Regions from separate parts of the Mus musculus genome. Here region 2 is linked to region 1. A link is a contact called in public Hi-C data. All regions are on one chromosome and are shown on one strand. The core of a region is the stretch at or near the end of the contact, and the rest is flanking DNA. Distances in the headings are between cores, read along the strand shown. Region 1 overlaps Slc39a14 (solute carrier family 39 (zinc transporter), member 14). Region 2 holds the start of Piwil2 (piwi-like RNA-mediated gene silencing 2).

Region 1 (6,537 bases), core at 3,404-5,903:
AGATTATTATATCATTTTAGATTTAAAAAATTTATTCGATGCGTGTATGCTATATGTAGGTGCTTTAGCTGCCTGTATGTCTGTGTACCACATGGATGCTTGGGCCCTTGTGGAACACAAGAAGTAGGATCCCCTGGGACTGTAGCTAGGAATCAAACCTGGGTTCTCTTCAAGAGCAGCCAGTGCTCTTAACAGCTGAGCCATCTCTCTAACCCTGAATTGTTACTTCTTAAAATCAGTGAATTGGGTTGAGTGTGAAAGAGACTTCAATAAAGCCAATACAAAAAACAAAATCTTGGGCTGACAAGATGGCTCCGTGTGACAGAGCATTAGGTGCCTAGTCCCATCTTAGGAACCCATGACATAAAGAGAACCAAGTCCCACAAGTTGTTTCCCATGAGAATTATCACGCATCTACACACATATCAATGTAAAGAATTAAAAACCAAACACACCCGAACGTGTGGCCTTTAGCTGCCCTCCTGTCCAAGAGGCAACCAGAAACCACAGCACTTACCATATCGGCTAGGGCAATATACAAGAACATTCCTCCAGCCAGTGCAAAAATCCAGTTTGCAGAGAAGTGGCTGCCAGCCAGGATGCCAAAGGCCAGACCCAAATAGCAGCAGCAGGCAGAGAGGAAGTTGAAGAAGAGAGCCTGCTGGATGCTCATGCCAGCATTGAGCAGGATGACGAAGTCTCCTGCAATGGCATGAGAACAGGAAGCGGGCTGAGTCAGGACGCACGACACTAATGAATGGGACTGCTTCAGCTACGGGTGAAGCATGTGCGGGTGAAAATCTCATTCTCAGGTGGTATTGGGATAAAGGCACACCCATCTTCCAATCCTGGCCATGACCTCGCAGCACAGAGGCTGCAAAGCCCTCATAGACTTCTGGAAGAACATAAGCAACCAGCACCGGCCTCATCGCTCCCCACACAGAGGCTGAAAATAATCCACAGGACTTTAAATGTCTATAACCAACCAGCAACATCCTCACTTCTTTTTTGACTGATGGTGAAATGAAAATAGCTCCCTGTCTCCTAACGGATGGCACGGTCAGGACCAGACTTGAGAGAGGGAGAAATTAGTGCTCAAGCCAATAAATGCCAAAGTTAGGAGCCCGTGTTGTCACTGGGTCCTGAGTCATGGCTTCTTAGACTCCCTTGATAAAACTACACGCACCCCTAGGCGCTGGCTTTTCTGCTTCATTCACATGACATGCTTTCTAGCTTCTACAGGATGCAGGACATAAAGAGGGGATCTTTACTGAGTAGCCACAATACTGTGTGGCACCTGGCAAGTCCTTTTCAACATTTGTTTGCCTATAATCCCCTTGATGATTCTAAAAGGCAGGTGTAGGTATTAATCATGCTATACAGGTGGGAAAATTAAGCCACAGGACACAGGGCTCATGGGATAAAAATCTCCCTGTAAGAACCTCTATAGTTCTAAGCTATGCTCCACTGTTATAATTCCAGAGTTAGCGAGACAGGGCGTTAATTCAGTGAGTGCTGTGGTGGAGGTGGGAGGAGCAGCAGGGATGTGATGCAAGAAGGGTGTCTCGGTGTCTCAGACAAAAACTGAGACAGCTGGAACACGGGGACAGGGACTAAGCACTCACCCAGCTCATGAGGGAATTCCTCACAGAGAATGGCCACTGACGTGCTGATGCCTTGGAAGACAGACACAGTGAAGGAGGCACCAATAGCCAGGCCATCGATGAAATTGTGGAGCCCATCGCTCAGGGTGATCATCCAGGCCAAGGTCCCGATATCAGAGTAGCGGACCCCCTTGAGCCAGTAGCAAGCACTCTGGGATGCCTGCAGGTCCTATGAGAAAGGACACACCAGTGGACTTCAGGTTACAGAGTGACCTCCGGAGAGCCTGACTCACAAAGGCGTGGCTTCTGTGTCGAGGCTTCCCCGGGGGCACTCAGGGCTGCTGACCTGCACAGACATGGAGTTGACAATGACCTTCTCGTCCGTGCCAGGCGCCTTGCCATCCAGCTCGCTGTTGCAGTGCTGAGGGATCATGTGATCCAGGTCCCCGTTCTGTAGCTTCTCGGTCACACCCTCCTCCTGGTCCTTCTTGGAAGGAAGTGTCTCGGAGGTAAAATGGTTATGCCCGTGATGGTGCTAGGGTAGGAAGAGTGAGCAGTGTTACTGATCAAAACTGCCAGCCCAGCCCAGCCCAGCCCAGCCCAGCCCAGCCCAGCCCAGCCCAGCCCAGCCCAGCCCAGCCCGGCGCCCACCACTTGGAGGAAGCACGCCAAGGCTGGGGAAGAGCTTATTCCTATATCCAAGGAAACTGAGCAGGTCACACACAGGGACGTAGAGAAATTGGTATAGCCGGTGGCAACACATACAAAGACAGGGACTTTCTAGTAGGCAAAGAAGTCTCCTGCTGTCACCCAATCCAGTGAGGTGACCACTACTCTAAGTTCTTAGGTTGCTCTTTTAAGATGGCCACTTCATTCAACTCTAACAGGCAGTGACCCCATGCCAGCGACAGGAGGCCTCTTATACAGGAGCTACACCAGTCAGAGCTGTTCCTGGATGCTTGTAACCAAACCTCTTTACTGTCCTCTATAGAGAGAATGCCAGGCTTGCTCTGCAAGCGCCGTCACGCGCTGCTACACCCCACCGACCCACGTCAGCACTTTTGTTTTCGAGGTTAGGGTTTTCCACTGGATAGGTCATCATTAACAACTGGGCCTCACCTCGTTTTTCTGCTTCAAGAGCATCTTCAGGATCTTTTCTGTGAAAAAGAAAAGGTAGAAACCCCCAAACACCACTGCAGACTTGGAGACGTAATTGTCCTGAGGGTTGAAGCCAAAAGCCTGTGGGCGCAGGAAAACAGAATGAGTTTACAAACATAAGCCTTCAGCGGCTCTCATCTGCTTACCACTCTCCACTCTGGGAGACGGGCAGTCTGCTGGCTGCCCATTCTCCGGCCAGCAGAAACCTAGCCTCTGCATTCCCCTGACTCGCCAGCACTAGCCTGGTGCCTGCATATTCTCTTTGGATACAAAAGGCAGGCTGTCTTTAGGCTTTTCTGATCCTGGGCATTTGGATCCAGGACCTTGGGTTTGCTAGGCAATCACCTTACCACTAAGCTACATCTCCAGCTCTTAGGGTTTTATTATATGTATTTTACATTTACTTAACTTTTATTTATGTGTACGTGAATGTGTGCGTTTGCAAATATGCATGTAGGTGGCTGAGGAGGCCAGAGGAGGGTGCCAGTTCACCTGAACCTGGAGCTGTAGGCACCCACCCGGGAGCCATGTGCACGCTGGGAGCCAAACCCTGGGCCTCGGGAAGAGCGGGAAGAGCGGCAAGCATTCTGGGTCGCATGATAGGCAGGAACTACCATGGCCACTTGGCTTGCTTGCTTTCTTTTTCTTTTCTTTTTGACTAGGTCTCACTACATAGACCAAGCTGTCCTCAGACTCACAGAGGTCAGCCTGCCTCTACCTCCCCAGATCTGGGGATTAAAAGGTGGTTGTCTCCTTTTAATGAGGACGCTGTCTTAATCTCTGTTAGTGCTTAGCCACAAAAGCACTTAGTCAGCAAATTCCACGTATAAAGGGAGGCCACCTGCGTTTATTTTTGCCTCATCTACTGTCCTCGGTTCATCTGCCCGTAAACACAACGGGAAGTGGCTTAGTTACGATTGCTAAAAGGAGAAAATCCATTCTAGTTCCACAGCAAGAATTGCAGCATCGTCCTGACCACAGAATCTTGAAAGGACCACAAACCAAAAAAAGCAGGCTCTGTCCCTGCAGGCATCTTGGGGTGGATAAAAGCCAGGCCTAGTTCCACAAGCCTGCAGTTTCCCAAACTCAGGAGGAGGAGGTGGGAGGACCCCAGGACTCTAAGGCCAGCCTGCCCAGCAAAGGTTCCATTTCTCTAGAACAAAATAAAAATATTTTTGAAAAGAATGGACTGGGGGGTATGCTGCTCTGAGTTCTTTCTGGAAATTTCACTTAAGTAAGGAAGGGTAAAAGAAGGTGGGAGTAGCCAGAGAGCTGTCCTAAGTCTGGCTCCTGGTTTATGGTGCCAAGTATCCAATGACCTGTTTGTGTCGTTTCTAACAGAAAACAGGCTCAATTCCCAGTACTTGGGAGACGGAGGCAGGAAGACAGCAAGTCTAAACCCATGAGGTGAGGCTATCTCCAAAAATATACTCCAGGTCTCTTGGGAACAGGACAGAGACAAGAGCTAACCCTCCTGAAGGAGAACCCCAAGTGACTTCAAGGGCAAACATTTCTCTTCCTGCAGTTTAAGGCAGCACGCGCCTTAGAGGGCTGCTCTAGCCTCGGCCTCTAAGAGACCAGGAGGGCAAATGTTAAAGAAACCCTGCTTGCAGGCCAGCTCTTCTGGAGAAGAGGTGCACCCTGGGAAAAAGTGAAGGACGAGCCAGTAGGTGAGGCGGGACTCAAGAGCACAGGACTCATTAGACCTAAGCTTAGGGTAGTGGCCACTCATGCAGGTCAGACTTTTTTGGGGGGTAGGGGGCGTGGGAGCAGGGAGAGACATGATTCATTTAACAGACATCACAATTGCTCCACCTAGAACACAAAACAATACTGTAGAAAACAGTGTTCTCAGAAGCATGTGAGACTGGCCCTTGCCTTTGCTCAGGCTTGTCAGACCACCCGCAGTGAAATGCATTGTGCTTATTATAATTAGCAGGTCCACTGAACATACTCTCTAAATCACGCAGGCTTCAAAACAGTGGCTCCCTTCTCTCCCGTGGAAGGTCACCCACCGTGAAGGTACCACAAATGTCCTGCTTCCTCTGGATTTCCTTTGCCCTCAAACTCCCTACCAAAGAGCTGGGTTTTTACTGAGAACTGGGGGTTTCGCTGTGGTTTGCTTCTCTAAATTAAAGCCCCACACTGAGGGTCAGAGCTATTCGAGGTTGCTTGTCTTCCACCTATGTGTAAGTGTGTTTTGCCTGCATGTACATGTGTGCACTGTGTGTGTGTGTGTGTGTGTGTGTGTGTGTGTGTGTGGTCGCGGACACACACCTGGTACCTGCAGAGGCCACAAAAGGGCATGAGACTATCTGGAACTGGAGTTAGAGTTTGTAAGCTCCCTGTGGGTACTGCGAATCGAACCAGCTGAGCCATCTTTTCAGTGCCAAGTTTCATTGGCGTTTCACTCTACGGTCCCAGCCTTTGGGAGGCACCCATATGCCTTTGAGAGTCATCCTATTGTTTCTCATCTTATACAAAGAACAGAAGTGAATGGCTCGTCCATGTGTGGGGTCTGGTTAAGGATGGGATTTTAACCTAGCCCTTAAATCTTGCCTAGCTTGGTCCTAGCTTTCCTTTCCAAACAAAGGAGTCTTGGGGGCCAGTCCCTGTAACTTCCATGTACATAGAGGCTCCCCCCACTGTGCCTACTGCCCCTCGCTGACAGGGGTGCTCTGGTGAGAGCGCTGCAGCTTGTCATACCTCTGGGATGAGCTGGAAGAGGGCGTTGGAGTAGAGGGTTCCAATCGCCAAGGCTATGAAGTAGAGCAGGAGCCTCTTGTAAAAAGTCTTCTTCATGAAGGGCACCACGCTGGCCCCCATGAGGGAGCAGAGGGAGATGACGGTAACGCAGAGGAAACCGTACCCCCATACTGCCAGCCCACCCAGGACAGGGAGCAAGGCAACCACCAGGACGGGAAGGAGGTGGACAGGAGAATTGTGGGTATGAACAAAGGAACCCAAAAAGAAAGACCAGAGATGGAGAGAGAGAGAGAGAGAGGGAGGGAGAGAGAGAGAGAGAGAAAGAGAGAGAGAGAAATAGGAGATTTGTTAGTGATTTGGGTCTGATGCAATTTCCTTCAATCAGTGCAGGAGGTATGAGGAGGAATTTGAGGTGGTCTCGGAACCCTGTGACTACTGCCCCTGCTCCCAAGGTGCCCTGAGTCATACCTGCCAGCTGGTGTGACTGGCAAACAGGGCAGGCTACTGCCTCATCGCATGCACGCATTCAGCACGTGCTCGGGCCCGGTGCAGACTTAGGACTCAAGGTCTTTTAACAGGACACCAGAGCGAGTGGGAAGAGAAGGTTTGGTGTGTCGTTGGCTCTACTTGTGCCTATTTAAGCCACATCACAGTGGCGAGTGTGACACTACCCAAGGATCATTCGGTTTGTGCAAGAAACAACAAAGTTGCGTACAGGACGGGAGGGTCACAGAGCAGGCTGCCTGTCAGATTCAGTCTCTGAGCAGCTATGTGTGTTCCCATTTGCTTTGAGAGATCTGGGGTAGAAAGCAGAGTTCCAAGACCAACTCGTTATAAAAATTAATTTCAAATGCATTTTCCAAAGTGACACACTCTGGGTTGTGAGGAGACAGTACAGAACTGTACCAGGTTGTTGACCCTTGTGTGTCCCAAAGGGCGGAACAGGGACGATGGTAGTAGTCCCAATCAAACAGGCAATAAAACACTTCATTTCAAATCCTTAAAAAAAAAATTAGTAAATTCAATGGCTGGAGCTGAAAAAATAGCCCAAGGTGAGGCCTCTCAGGAA
Region 2 (6,728 bases), core at 2,958-5,457, 120 kb after region 1:
ATCAGAAGAAGGCATCAGATCCCCTGGCACTGAAGGTGTAGACTGCTATAAAACTAACATGTGCTTTTAATTGATAAGCCATCTATCAGTTTCCAGTTTTTGTTTGTTTTGTTGGTTGATTTTATTATTAATTTTAAATTTAATTTTAAAAACTATTTTAAAAACTATTTTCTATCTTTGTTTGTGCATTCGTGTGACTGGGAGCATATGTGTCACGGAATGCTTGGAGGACAACCTTGAGACACCTTCAAGACTAGTTTCTGGTTGCTTGTTAGCTGGTGCATACACCAGGTTAGCTCGCCTGCGAGCATCTGTGGATTCACCCACCTCCACTTCCTAGATCCCAACAGGAATGATGGGATTACAGACATGGGTTGCAGATGCGGACCACTGCGCCCAGCTTTTACACGGCTGCTGGACATTCAAGCTCAGGTCCTTATGTTCACACAGCAAGCACTTTCCCAGCTGAGCCTTCTCCCCAGCACTTTTCAAAGTTTACTCAGCTACCCATATAGCCAAGGTAAAAGGGAACGGGAACACTGGCTAACAGATTTTACAGGAAAAAAAAAAAAAGATCATTTAAGGATATAAGAAGTTTAGGGTTTTGTCTTTTTACTTTTTTTTTTTTAACAGGCTGGTCTCAAACTTGCTATAGTCAAAGGTGAATAGTGAACTTGATTCTCCTGTCTCTACTTCCATAGCTCTAGGATTTCATATCTGTGCATCCACATCTGGTTTAACTGGTGCTGCGAATCAAATCCCAGGTTCTGTGCATGTCAGGGAGGTGCTCCACCAACTGAGTTACATCCTTGGTCCCATCTTGTGGGGTTTTTTGTTGTTTTTTTTGTTTGTTTTTTATTCTTAAACACGATCCCATGAGCCCTATCGCTGTACTGCTGTGGTAGTCCTGAAAGCTGGCTGTTGTGCCAGTTAGAACTGCTAGGCAAATAAAAGCTACATACAGACAAAAAGCATTTCATCTGACTAAACATACAACAGTGCTCTCTGTTGTTGTCAGTACTACAGAGCCAACCCGAGAAGAAGCTGAACACTCAGAAGCAGCGACTTGTGCTTGTATTTAAACCCTTCAACTATACATGCAAGGATGGCAAACTCGACAACTTCTGCTTGTGTTTAAACCCTTCAACTATACATGCAAGGATGGCAAACTCGACAACTTCTGCTTGTGTTTAAACCCTTCAACTATACATGCAAGGATGGCAAACTTGACAACTTCTGCTTGTGTTTAAACCCTTCAACTATACATGCAAGGATGGCAAACTCGACAACTTCTGCTTGTGTTTAAACCCTTCAACTATACATGCAAGGATGGCAAACTCGACAACTTCTGCTTGTGTTTAAACACTTTAACTATGCATTCAAGGATGGCAAACTGAAGAAATGATGGGGTGGAGGACTGAAGCTCGAAGCCAACCTTAAAACCGCCCCAAGTCCATCTAGTGTTTACTTTGAGGCACTTTCTCTAGGTCTTGAGTTGCGCGACCACAAAATGCAATTACTTGTCAACACAAACCAAAGATTAAAAATAACAGCCCTTGATTATACAGCTAGCCTTCTAGCTCCTAAGCCCTCTGAGTGGCCTTACCTTTTGTACTGGCTGGAGTGGTGGGCTGGAGTCTTCTGGTTTTCTAAACACAAGGCCTCTGCCTGCAGGTCCTGCCCTACCCCAAGCTGGTTCCAAAGGTCTAGGAGCTTGAGGCCAACAGCCTGGCATCCGCACACACTGAGATGGGTGGACTGGGGTGGGCCCCCTGAACAACGGCCTGACAGGATCCATTGAGAGGCTGTAGAAACGACTGTTGGTTCTGTTCCAATTCCTTATCTGCCAGAATTTTCAAAGGATTAAAAATTCACCATCTACTGTAAATAGAATCTTTTCTGATGGGAGTTGAGAGATGCATTAATCTTTGGCTATAACACTTCATCAGGAGTCAGTTTAAAACTACGTCCATTAAGCAGAATAACAGTCATAAAGTCTACCCTAGGGCCTAGGACCTGTCTTGTCACATGTTCCTGGCCTGTCTAGTCACAGCTTCTTTCATCTTGTGCAATGGGACTTACACACAATCAAAAAGTGACTACTGATTACTGCTCACACCACACCACCTCCCAGCATGGACAGGGTAGGTGGGCATGAAGTCCCACCCTCTGCCAAGGAGCTATTGGCAACTGATAGCAGAAGAAGGGGAGTCATTTCTCTTTACCAACTGACCATGCTCCAGGGAAAGGCCATGTGTCCAGGAGTGTATGGGAAGCACATACTTGTTGATAGGTGTTACTGGGTGGCAACACCACACAATAATCTCTGAATTCAAGGAAAGCCTGGTCTACAGAGAGAATTCTTTTTTTTTAAGATATATTTATTTATTATATGTAAATACACTGTAGCTGTCTTCAGACACCCCAGAAGAGGGTGTCAGATCTCATTACAGATGGTTGTGAGCCACCATGTGGTTGCTGGGATTTGAATTTCAGACATTCGAAAGAGCAGTCAGTGCTCTTAGGTGCTGATCCATCTCTCCAGTTTTTTTCTTTAGAAGCAGGCCAGAATCTCGCTATGGAGCCCTACCTGGCCCTGAATGCTTGACAATCCTCCTGCCTCAGGCTCCCAAGTTCTGGGAAAACAGGCATGTACCACCATACCTGTCTTATTTTTGAGAAAGCATCTTGCTGCATAGCACAGGCAGGCCTTGAACTTGCCATCTTCCTGTGTGCTGGAATTACAGAAATAAGCTCCTGTGTGCCATGAAGGCTCCAATTTGAGCTAAGAACCTCCCACTAGCCAAAGCACCTTTAGCTGCTCTACCTAAATGACCTCTCAGGGAACTGTCCATCAACTAACCACCTAGTGTCAAAAGGAACAATTTTTTACATATAGGGATGACTTCTGTTGTAGTTAATACCTCCATACCACAAAATTATTCTGTCAACAAATACGTTTGGGTTTTAGTTTTTCTTCTATATCAGTTTTTTTTCTCTGTCATCTATAACTGCATTCAACTTATTGGATTTAGTTGCTTTTCTGAATCTTTTCCAGTTTTTTATTGGGGGGGGGGTGGAGTTTTTGTTTTATTTTAAAACACCAACAGGCCTGAGGTCTCCAGGGTTCAAAGTTGTTGATTTGAGTCTATACTACTTGCTGGCTTTCATGGGGTCCATTGAATTCCTTCCCTCCTCTGCTAACTTAGGGAGGAGTTGCTGAGCCTACCTCAAGTCTAAGAACCATCAAGGCCTCTTCAAAATCGTTTAATAACTCATGGCCTTCAAGTCTCAACTCTGTAAAAGAGTTCTTTTATTGCCCTGACCCTGTTCCTGGTTCCTCAAGAATCTTTTTTTCTTTCTTCCTTTTTCCCTCTTATCCTGGGGAGCAGATCCAAGGCCTTATGTATGTTAAGCATGCATTAGACCTCTGAGCTACACTCCAATCCCAGGAATCTCTTCTGAGCTTTTGAAAACCCGCCAGCATTATTAGCTAGAGAAATCCAGCCTCGCATAGAAAGACGACAGATACTCAACCCCTCAATTGCTAAAAGTCCTCCTCAATCTTTTTTTTTTTTTTTTTTACCAGCTTCCCAAATACCAAAAAAATTATGCTTCCGAAATCTCTTGATGTCGATTCCGCACGCAGAGCAATCGAGTTGCCCCGTGTGTGCCACTCACAACATAAGCCTTTTTTTCCCCCTCAGTTTTTGCCACACCACCCTAGCCTTACCCAAGAATCTGGAAGTCAGTTGCCTAACTGGCACATAGGAAGGGATGTGACAGCACAGATCTCTGGAATCCTTTTTACCCTCCTATTATCCCGTTCACAGACTGGACGCCTCCTCCAGAAGGTCTTTCCTTCAAGCGGGTTTTCTCCTGGGTTAGATCTCACCCACCGAGCAGTGAAGGGTCCCAGGCCAGGCCTAGCTTCTCCAGGTCTCCACGTGTGCCCTCTGGGCAGAGGCACTAGGCCTCAGGCCTAACCTGAGACCAAGTCCGTCAAAGCAAATCCCACCCAAGGTCGGCGACAGCAAAGTACCTTTCCACCACGTGGACTGTGCCGGAGCCTTGCCTAGATTTCTTTTTAGGTCTGGTGCCACTGAGCCCCGATGCGAGCGCTCCCTCTCTCGCTCTCTCCTGGAGCCACCTCCTTTCCCTCCTATTCCAGCCCCTGCGTTCCTCCCACACACTCGGCCTGGAATAACGAATTCCAGTCCACCCTGACCCCGCCCAGGCCACCTCGTGCCCGTGGGGGAGGGGCGTGGGGCAGATGCCAACCCAAAAGGGTGGGCGGGCCCTGGCTGAGAGCGCCCCGCTCGACACCAGGAGCCCGAACTTTTTAAAAAACAGCCCGGCAAGCCTGCACCACAGCTCCTTTCACCCTCCTAGCCGTCCACATCTGAGTCTCGCCCTCTCACCTGGCCTAGGGTCGTCAGGGTCCTGAAGCCCCCTGTCTAGGCAGAACACAGCCTCATCTGCCTCTTGGAATGAGCCTCGTGCCCGAGGTCCTGATTTCCGGATCCCTAGCCCAAGGGCTCAGCTCATTGGCCAAACAACCTACCACTCAAAAGAGTCCCTCACCTCATTGGCTCACCCTTTCACGCAGTCTAGCTATGTGGAGGTTGCTCTCAAACAGGTGGCACGCCTTTAATCCCGGGAGGCAGAGGCAGGCAGATTTCTGAGTTAGAGACCAGCCTGGTCTACAAAGTGAGTTCCAGGGCAGCCAGGGCTACACAGAGAAACCCTGTCTCGAAACTGCCCCCACCCCGCCCAAAACAAAACAAAACAAAAAAACCCCACCAACAACAAAAAAAGAAGTTATGTGAGTCATTTTAAAGTGAGTTTCGAGGCGTAGGGGTTGCCCTGGATCCCTTTCAATGGGCTGCTCCTGTAAACAGTTTAGCTAATATGTTCATGCTGATAGTGAGCTGCTCTGCCCTCCCAGGTTAAAGGCCCTAAGGTGCAATTGGTAAATAACATCATGACCAAGAAGGAAGTTGGGGAGGAAAGGATTTATTTAGCTTACACTTTCCACATTGCTTTTCATCACCAAAGGAAGTCAGGACAGAACTCAAGCAGGTCAGGAAGCAGGAGCTGATGCAGAGACCATGGAGAGATATTACTTACTGGTTTACTTTCTTATAGCTGGTTACTCAGCTTGCTTTCTTATAGAACCCAGGACTACCATTCCAGGGATGGCACCACCCAAGATGGGCTGGGCCCTCCCTGCTTGATCACTAATTGAGAAAATTCCTTACAGCTGGATCTCATGGAGGCATTTCCTCAAGGGAGGCACCTTTCTCTGAGATAACTCTAGCTTGTGTCAAGTTGACACACAAAACCAGCCAGTACAATTGACTCCCGGTCAACTTGACACACAAACACATCACTTTAAGCCTCAACCCTTACTTTATTCATCGCCAAGATCTAAATAACCTTAAAAGTCCCACAATCTTTACAAGTTCTTACATGTTAAATTTCAGTCCCTTTAAAATATCTAATCTCTTTTGAGATTCCAAGTTTATAATTCAAAGTCTCTTAACTGTGGGCTCCACTAAAATACTTTCTTACTTCAAGAGGGAAAAATATCAGAGCACAGTCACAATCAAAAGCAAAATCAAACTCTGACCATCCAAGGTCTGGGGTTGACTCGTGATCTTCTAGGCTCCTCCAAGGACTTGGGTCACTTCTCCACCCCTGCCCTTTGTAGCACACACGTTGTCTTCTAGGCTCCAGCTGTCTGTACTCCACTGTTGCTGCTGTTCTTGGTGACCATCCCATGGTACTGGCATCACCAAAACAATGCTGTCTTCTGCTACAACTGGACTGCACTTTCACAAATAACCTCTTATAGACTCTTTTCATGGTGCCAAGCCTCAACTTCTCTACATGAACCCTTCAGACCGGGGCCTTCAACTGCCACTGAGGCTGCACCTTCACCAATGGCCTCTCCTGGCCTCTCACAGTGCCAAGCATCTTCATGTTTCAAAACCAATACCACCTGGGTGACTCTTACACTTTACCAAGTCTGGTTTCCAACTCAAGGTACAACCATGGGTGTCTCTAGAACACAGCTTCTCTGTGCTCCCAGGAAACACTTCTCAGAAGATTCACCATAGTGATGCTGGTATCTTCTTAACCACTACTAATTTCTTAGCTCCAACTAACTAGCATCAATCATCCCAGTAATTCAAAAGTTTCACTTTATTAGTTCTGATATCTTGCTAATCACAGCTAATTCTTCAGCCCCAGCTAACCAAAACCACACAGTCAAAACAGCAACAGCCCTGATAAGTCTTTAATCTTCCCTCTGCACTGTTCTGAATATTGTCTTCCAAACTCCTACAGGACATCCCACAGATCTCTTAACATCCGGATGGTTCTTCTACCCCAAAGTTCCAAAGTCCTTCTACAGTCCTCTCAAAACCATGGTCAGGCTGTCACAGGAATACCCCACTCCCAGTACCAGTTTGTCTTACTTAGGGTTTATATTCCCGCACAAAACATCATGACCAAGAAGCAAGTTAGGGAGGAAAGGATTTATTTAGCTTATACTTCCACATTGCTGTTCATCACCAAAGGAAATCAGGACAAGAACTCACACAGGGCATAAACTAGGAGGCAGGAGCTGATGCAGAGGCCAAGAAGGGGTGCTGCTTACTAGCTTGCTTCTCCTGGCTTGCTCAGCTTACTTTCTTATAGAACCCAGGAGTACCAGCCCAGGG

The links. A called contact is a pair of places that touch in the nucleus more often than the background predicts.
Region 2: a Hi-C map of bone marrow-derived macrophages shows a contact between it and region 1, with 35 read pairs. The contact joins the promoter of Piwil2 here to the enhancer-like site in region 1. A contact is called at or near these places in 12 of 39 promoter capture datasets (the 3T3-L1 cell line, 3T3-L1-derived adipocytes, the C10 cell line and 7 more), 4 of 15 datasets of contacts at CTCF or cohesin (CD8 T cells, the NIH/3T3 cell line, large pre-B cells and 1 more), 92 of 484 Hi-C or Micro-C datasets (the 3T3-L1 cell line, the AML12 cell line, B cells and 54 more), 11 of 115 datasets of contacts at active chromatin or transcription factors (astrocytes, bone marrow-derived dendritic cells, bone marrow-derived macrophages and 5 more) and 6 of 9 other capture datasets (adipose tissue, bone marrow-derived macrophages, embryonic stem cells and 3 more).

The regions. Positions count from the first base shown.
Region 1 is chr14:70,308,133-70,314,669 of GRCm38.p6, forward strand. Slc39a14 (solute carrier family 39 (zinc transporter), member 14) reads right to left here. Exons shown (of 10, transcript NM_144808.4): 5 at 5,469-5,638; 6 at 2,724-2,843; 7 at 1,951-2,139; 8 at 1,626-1,833; 9 at 518-702. Among named protein-coding and RNA genes, the nearest start is that of Ppp3cc, 22 kb to the left of the region's middle. Within about 2 kb of position 4,654, at least 33 of the 459 cell types and tissues checked have an H3K27ac peak or open chromatin away from gene starts, as enhancers often do. A contact at or near this core is called in bone marrow-derived macrophages, embryonic stem cells, pro-B cells and 1 more, where this site is marked.
Region 2 is chr14:70,424,901-70,431,628 of GRCm38.p6, forward strand. It overlaps Piwil2 (piwi-like RNA-mediated gene silencing 2), which reads right to left and starts at 4,208. Exons shown (of 23, transcript NM_021308.2): 1 at 4,043-4,208; 2 at 1,607-1,843. The coding sequence starts at 1,798. Gm24890 (a small nuclear RNA gene) reads right to left here and starts at 3,697; the gene lies at 3,515-3,697.